Regions from separate parts of the Zea mays genome. Here region 2 is linked to region 1. A link is a contact called in public Hi-C data. All regions are on one chromosome and are shown on one strand. The core of a region is the stretch at or near the end of the contact, and the rest is flanking DNA. Distances in the headings are between cores, read along the strand shown.

Region 1 (2,957 bases), core at 63-2,562:
AGTCCTTGTATATATAGGCAACTTCGAGTTTATATATATATATATATATATATATATATATATATATATATATATATATATATATATATATATATATATATATATATATATATATATATATATATATATATATATATATATAATCACATGTAGGCTCCTGTTCTCTAAATATATTGTATATTAAAAATTAGTTTAATCTCGGATGGGAATTAATTTATATATAGTTATATGGTGCAGGTTTCTTTGATTAGTTTTATTTGATAAGTTTTTTTATCTTCAAAACAAAAAAAAATGCAAACTATAACTACAAAAAGTGCAATGAACCAAATCTGTAATTCTATAAAATATATGCAATAATCATCGTCTAAAAAAATCAGACAGCTGAATTTTAGTGATCCCCGCGTAATCAAACAGCATCTTTAGATTGGCTCGGAGTATCCTACAACATCATCTCCGGAAAGCACGTGAAAAACGTGAAACGATTATTATTCGTTGAGAGTTCTGTTTGTTTTTTTTTTTTTTTGGTGAAACTATTGGTTGAGAGTTGAGGCTTGCGTGGACAGCGTGGTGGTTGTATCCTGCGGTGGACAGCGCGTGGCGTCCCACCTTTTGTTAGCTGCATCTGTTCAATCACGTACGAGGAGGCAGACTGCAAGCACAGCCACTTCGCCAGCGCGCCTGCCTCCCAAGTCCCAAGCAGCGAGCTAGTATAGGTGTGCAGTGCCGACCTCCCCTCCGGCGATCGCCCGGCCGGCCCTCACGGAGTCCTCCGCTCTATCGCCGGCACGCTCTGTGCTTATAGGCCCGTTTATTTTGTGCGTCGTGCATTCTTGTTTTCCTTTATTTCTTGTATATACTCCTAGTTTCTATACAGGCGACGGTATCTGACTGAATACAAGTACATGTTGCCGGCGCCGGTGTTTCTTGTTCCTTCTATACCAATACATGGAGCCAGACCAAAGGACCGAAGCGCCAGAGCTATCTACGCACAAAGGCAAAGTGCTCCTGCTCCGCCTCCGTCGATCTTCGTCTCCGGCTTCTGTCGCGGATCGCGGTGCAGCCGGAGCGGCCCTGCAGTATCTACATTCTGGTCGGCAGACACCATGCATGTCTCTTTCGACGAGCCATCTGTACTGTACTGTACTACATGACGCAGAAACAGGACAGGCCAACAGCAGGAAAACGAAGGGACGGCAGCGCGACAGCGCGCGGCCGCCGTGGTTGTTGCATCGTGCGGTGGAGCTTCGGTAGCGCCCTCGTTATTTAATGGCTCGCAGGACCGTGCATCGCTCTCGCTCCGTGTAGGTTTATTGCATACGTACTAGCTACCACTGTTGGTCTGTCACGCCGGAGGCAGGTCGCAGTTATTACTTTAACCCGGGGCCCCATCGGCGATGGCGGCCAACGGCGGTGACCACACGAGCGCTAGACCGCACGTTGTCCTGCTCCCTAGCGCCGGCATGGGCCACCTGGTCCCGTTCGCCCGCCTGGCGGTGGCGCTGTCGGAGGGACACGGCTGCAACGTGTCCGTGGCCGCGGTGCAGCCCACCGTGTCGTCGGCGGAGTCCAGGCTCCTCGACGCGCTCTTCGTCGCCGCGGCCCCGGCCGTCCGCCGGCTCGACTTCCGCCTGGCGCCGTTCGACGAGTCCGAGTTCCCGGGCGCCGACCCTTTCTTCCTCCGCTTCGAGGCCACGCGCCGGTCCGCGCCGCTGCTCGGCCCGCTCCTCGACGCCGCCGAGGCGTCCGCGCTCGTCACGGACATCGTTCTGGCGTCCGTCGCCCTGCCCGTCGCCAGGGAGCGGGGCGTCCCGTGCTACGTCCTCTTCACGTCCTCTGCCGCGATGCTCTCCCTATGCGCCTATTTCCCCGCCTACCTCGACGCCCACGCCGCCGCCGGCAGCGTGGGCGTGGGCGTCGGCAATGTCGACATCCCCGGCGTGTTCCGGATCCCAAAGTCATCCGTCCCGCAGGCGCTGCACGACCCCGACCATCTCTTCACCCAACAGTTCGTCGCCAACGGTCGCTGCCTCGTGGCCTGTGACGGCATCCTTGTCAACACGTTCGACGCCTTTGAGCCGGACGCCGTTACGGCCCTGCGCCAAGGCTCCATTACTGTCTCCGGCGGCTTCCCGCCTGTGTTCACCGTGGGGCCCATGCTTCCGGTGAGATTTCAGGCGGAGGAGACGGCGGATTACATGAGATGGCTCAGCGCGCAGCCGCCACGGTCTGTGGTCTACGTCAGCTTCGGCAGCCGTAAGGCCATACCGAGGGACCAGCTCCGGGAGCTCGCAGCCGGGCTCGAGGCCAGCGGCAAACGGTTCCTGTGGGTGGTGAAGAGCACCATCGTGGACCGGGACGACACCGCCGACCTCGGCGGCCTGCTTGGTGACGGGTTCCTCGAGCGAGTGCAGGGGCGCGCGTTCGTTACCATGGGGTGGGTGGAGCAAGAGGAGATCCTGCAGCACGGTTCCGTCGGCCTATTCATCAGTCACTGCGGGTGGAACTCGTTGACGGAGGCAGCGGCGTTCGGTGTGCCGGTGCTAGCGTGGCCGAGGTTCGGCGACCAGCGCGTCAACGCCGCACTGGTGGCGCGCAGCGGGCTGGGCGCGTGGGAGGAGGGGTGGACCTGGGATGGAGAGGAAGGGCTGACGACTCGAAAGGAGGTGGCTAAGAAGATAAAAGGCATGATGGGGTATGATGCGGTGGCGGAAAAGGCAGCGAAGGTCGGCGACGCCGCCGCCGCGGCAATAGCCAAGTGCGGCACGAGCTACCAGAGCTTAGAGGAATTCGTTCAGCGGTGTCGGGACGCGGAGCGTAAGTAGGCTCGACTGATTTCTGCGAGCCTGTAACAGATACTTGGTTCCTGTGACGCTGACTGTAGATCATTTTCGGTTGCTAGAGTTATTTTCGCCGGCCTCTTCCTAGCCGGCTGCTTATTTTTAGGTTGGTCTTTGCTT
Region 2 (3,160 bases), core at 23-2,522, 170 kb before region 1:
AGAAACCTGCTTTTTTTTTTCTTTGGCATTCCAGTATTCCTGTACGCTGTATATATATGGTCCACGAATCTCGTTGGCACTCGCTGTCAGGATCTCAAATAATGAATGCATATTATCTTTATTCCGAGTGCTTCACCCAGGTGAGGTGAGGTCTGATGGAACCGCCCACAGGACAGGACTCTGATTAAAACCCAAGTGTTTCGATGGAAACAGCTTGATTAGAAGTAGAACCCAATAATTTCACGGGATGATCAAACAGATCCCATTATTACTACTGGTTTGCCAAAGAAAACATAGAAAGAAAAATACTCCTACAATTAGGAGCCACAGGACCTACCTAACACCATGCTGATATGATGTGTGGCTTTGTTCGCGTCTCCGACGACTCCTAGGCTAGCTAGGCTACGAGGTCAGCATCAACGGCTTGGAATTTTGCTGTTGCAGATCTGCGACGGGGCTAAACCCAATGTAATTTACAAAAGCCTCCATGAAGAAAATTCCGGCTTTAATTTGTGAGGACGACACCTTTGAAAGTTTCAACCACGCGAGCAAAAAAAAAAACTAGTCCGGACGTGAGGCCACATCTTTTATCGCTTGGAAACAAGGCTTCGTTTGCAAATTACAGCGTTAGTTGTTTCGATGTTGAGGTTGGGCTTGAGGAAACATTGGGCTAGAATTTCGGATCGAGGAAGCAGTTTGATCTGGATCCCCAGTCAGGGAACACTACTGATCAGTACACGCAACAATCTGAATTATTCTAGTGATGAAGTTATAATCATCAATCGTAAATCAGTAGTACGACATGTTATTTAGTAGAAGAAACGAAGATGATGAGGCAGAAGCAGAAGAGGGGAGAGAGACCAAGCAGTAGTAGGCTCACATGGGGTGGGTATGCTGGTGACGACGGGGAAGACGTGGACGAGGTAGACGAAGCTGCGCGGCTTGGCGAGGCGGCGCAGCGCCCAGGACAGAGCCGCCATGCTGGAGCCGCCGCTGCCGACCGCCACGTACACGTCGTCGGCGACCGGGACGCTCCGCGGCGGTCTTCCGTCATCCGGCTCCAGCTCCTCTATCTCCCACGTGCTGCTGCCGCCGCCGCCAACACCGTTGGTGTGGCTCGGCAGGCTACCGGCGTCCTGGTCGACGCCACCGCCACCGGCCTCTGCCATGCACGCGCGCGCGCCTTGGATTAACCCGGCCGCCGGGCCCTGGCCAGGTGAGGACGTGAGGTAGAGGGATGTGAAGACGATCGAGCAGGAGCAGGAGTCGTCGTCTGGCGCGTGGTGCCGGTGTGTGTACGGCCGTGCTGGACGAAGATATATATATTTGGTCGTCTGGGGCTCTGGGCTGGGATGTTATTCTTGTGATATTTTCGAGGTATATACTGTTGTTCTTGTTCGGTCGCTGGGTCCTGCAGCTAGCAAAGGTTTGTACACAAATTCTGCTGGCTGCGCTGGTAATGTGTTCATCTGTGAAATGGTAATCTGATCCTACTGATATTATGATGAGCAACTTCAAAAGAACACTAAAAATTTATTTCCTAAAGCGTTTTATTGAGGTTGTTGTTAAAAAATTCCTAAAAAAACTGAACCTACAACAGACTGCTCATAAACAATCCCTAAGACTACCTTCAGCAACAATCCCTAAGACTACCTTCAGCAGCTTACTCATACTCATATTCAAACAAACTCTGCGAACAGTACACTCTATAGTGCAGATCATACTTTTGAAACAACTAGTATCCGATCTTTACTAGCAAGGCCAGCTTGCCTAGGCACAAGCACAACACACTTGTAACAGATTGGGCGATTGTCCTCCATCTCCACCGTACCAAAAGATGTCCTCGCTCATGCAGTTGATGACTGGTACAAAGAAATGGATGGTTTATTAGTTCTGACGCTGGGGCACGTAGAATATATATATAGGAACATCGCCCATTGTGTTAAGAATAGTAATAGTAATGCATGCACATATATATATTTACACATAGATGATGATGATTGATTGATTGTGCAAGGCGTGGACCGGGAGTGGAATATGCTCGCGGATCAGGCTGTGGCATGGCACCACACGGCATCGTTGAACCGTTCGCCGGACACCTCGCCGAGGCAGCCTGCGTAGCATACCTGGGCTGTATTCTTAGCCAACGCACCAATGGGCTGTGTTGTGTTTCTGGATGAGGCCCTGGCGGGACCTACTTCTTGTTTGTTCGGGGTCGGTACAGGCCCAATGGGCTCTGAGGAGTGGGCTTGTTCTATACGCGTTGTACTACACAGACCGCTAGCTTTTGGGCCCTCTCCAGCCTCCTATGTGCCCGCCCTTGGGACAGACTTGCGCGGCATTCTTGTCCTAGCTGCTATATTTATGATAAAAGCCAATTACTAAACCTCTTTATCCTACGTACGTCTAGACCATTACAGTTATCGTTAGCATAAAAAAATGAGCGTCGTTATAGTTAGTAATTCAGAATTTTTACAATGTGGCTTTTGATGTGCTTTGTTACATTAAAAAATACTCAATGACAAAACATGATTTTCACAAAAAAAATTTTGCTCAGTTTTTAGGAATTATTTGATCAACCTAAAAATTCGTACAAGATTCGAAATTGAGCGTTTTTTGTCCTTTTAAGTTGCGATCAAACTAAAATAGCTATGTGGATGTTCTTGACGGATACGGGATCCTCTTATTTTACCTTTCTAATGCTTATTTTTAGGTAAAGTTTATAGCAACTGATTTTAAAGTTTTGAATTTTAAACTTTTTTCTCTTCTCGGCTCGCATGTCAGCCTCTGCGTGTCGCTTCATGTTGTCCTAGGCCCTATAGCGAGGTGTCGGACGCCCCCCCTTCCCTTCCTCTCTTCTAGTTGGCCACCCATGGTGGTGCTCACCACCCGTGCGGATACTATGACACCGGTCACAGTGAATTCACGCTCGTGCTCGTGTTCTCGCTTCTCCTCACATATATAACGCTTCATCGGTCCCTACATCCCTACTCCTAACCATATTTGCTGCAACTCGCCATTGCCACCATTAATTGGAGCTTTACGTCGTCTGCTATGATTCAACCTTCTCACCGCTCCTCCCTCCAATCTGCCAGACTGCCACTTTCTAAGCTTCCTCTTTGAAAGGGAAATAGGGTTAACATTTTTCTACAATTAATTT

The links. Hi-C and Micro-C count contacts between places; a contact is called where the count stands out from the background.
Region 2: a contact with region 1 is called in a Hi-C map of endosperm, with 2.3 times the contacts expected there. The contact joins the promoter of LOC100194230 here to the promoter of UGT708A6 in region 1. A contact is called at or near these places in 5 of 25 Hi-C or Micro-C datasets (bundle sheath, ear, endosperm and 2 more).

What each region holds. Positions count from the first base shown.
Region 1 is chr6:130,691,526-130,694,482 of Zm-B73-REFERENCE-NAM-5.0, reverse strand. UGT708A6 (UDP-glycosyltransferase 708A6) reads left to right here and starts at 1,312. Exons shown (of 1, transcript NM_001139178.2): 1 at 1,312-2,829. The coding sequence starts at 1,395. The coding sequence ends at 2,822.
Region 2 is chr6:130,864,551-130,867,710 of Zm-B73-REFERENCE-NAM-5.0, reverse strand. LOC100194230 (Adenine nucleotide alpha hydrolase-like superfamily protein) reads right to left here and starts at 1,272. Exons shown (of 4, transcript NM_001359434.1): 1 at 881-1,272. The coding sequence starts at 1,169.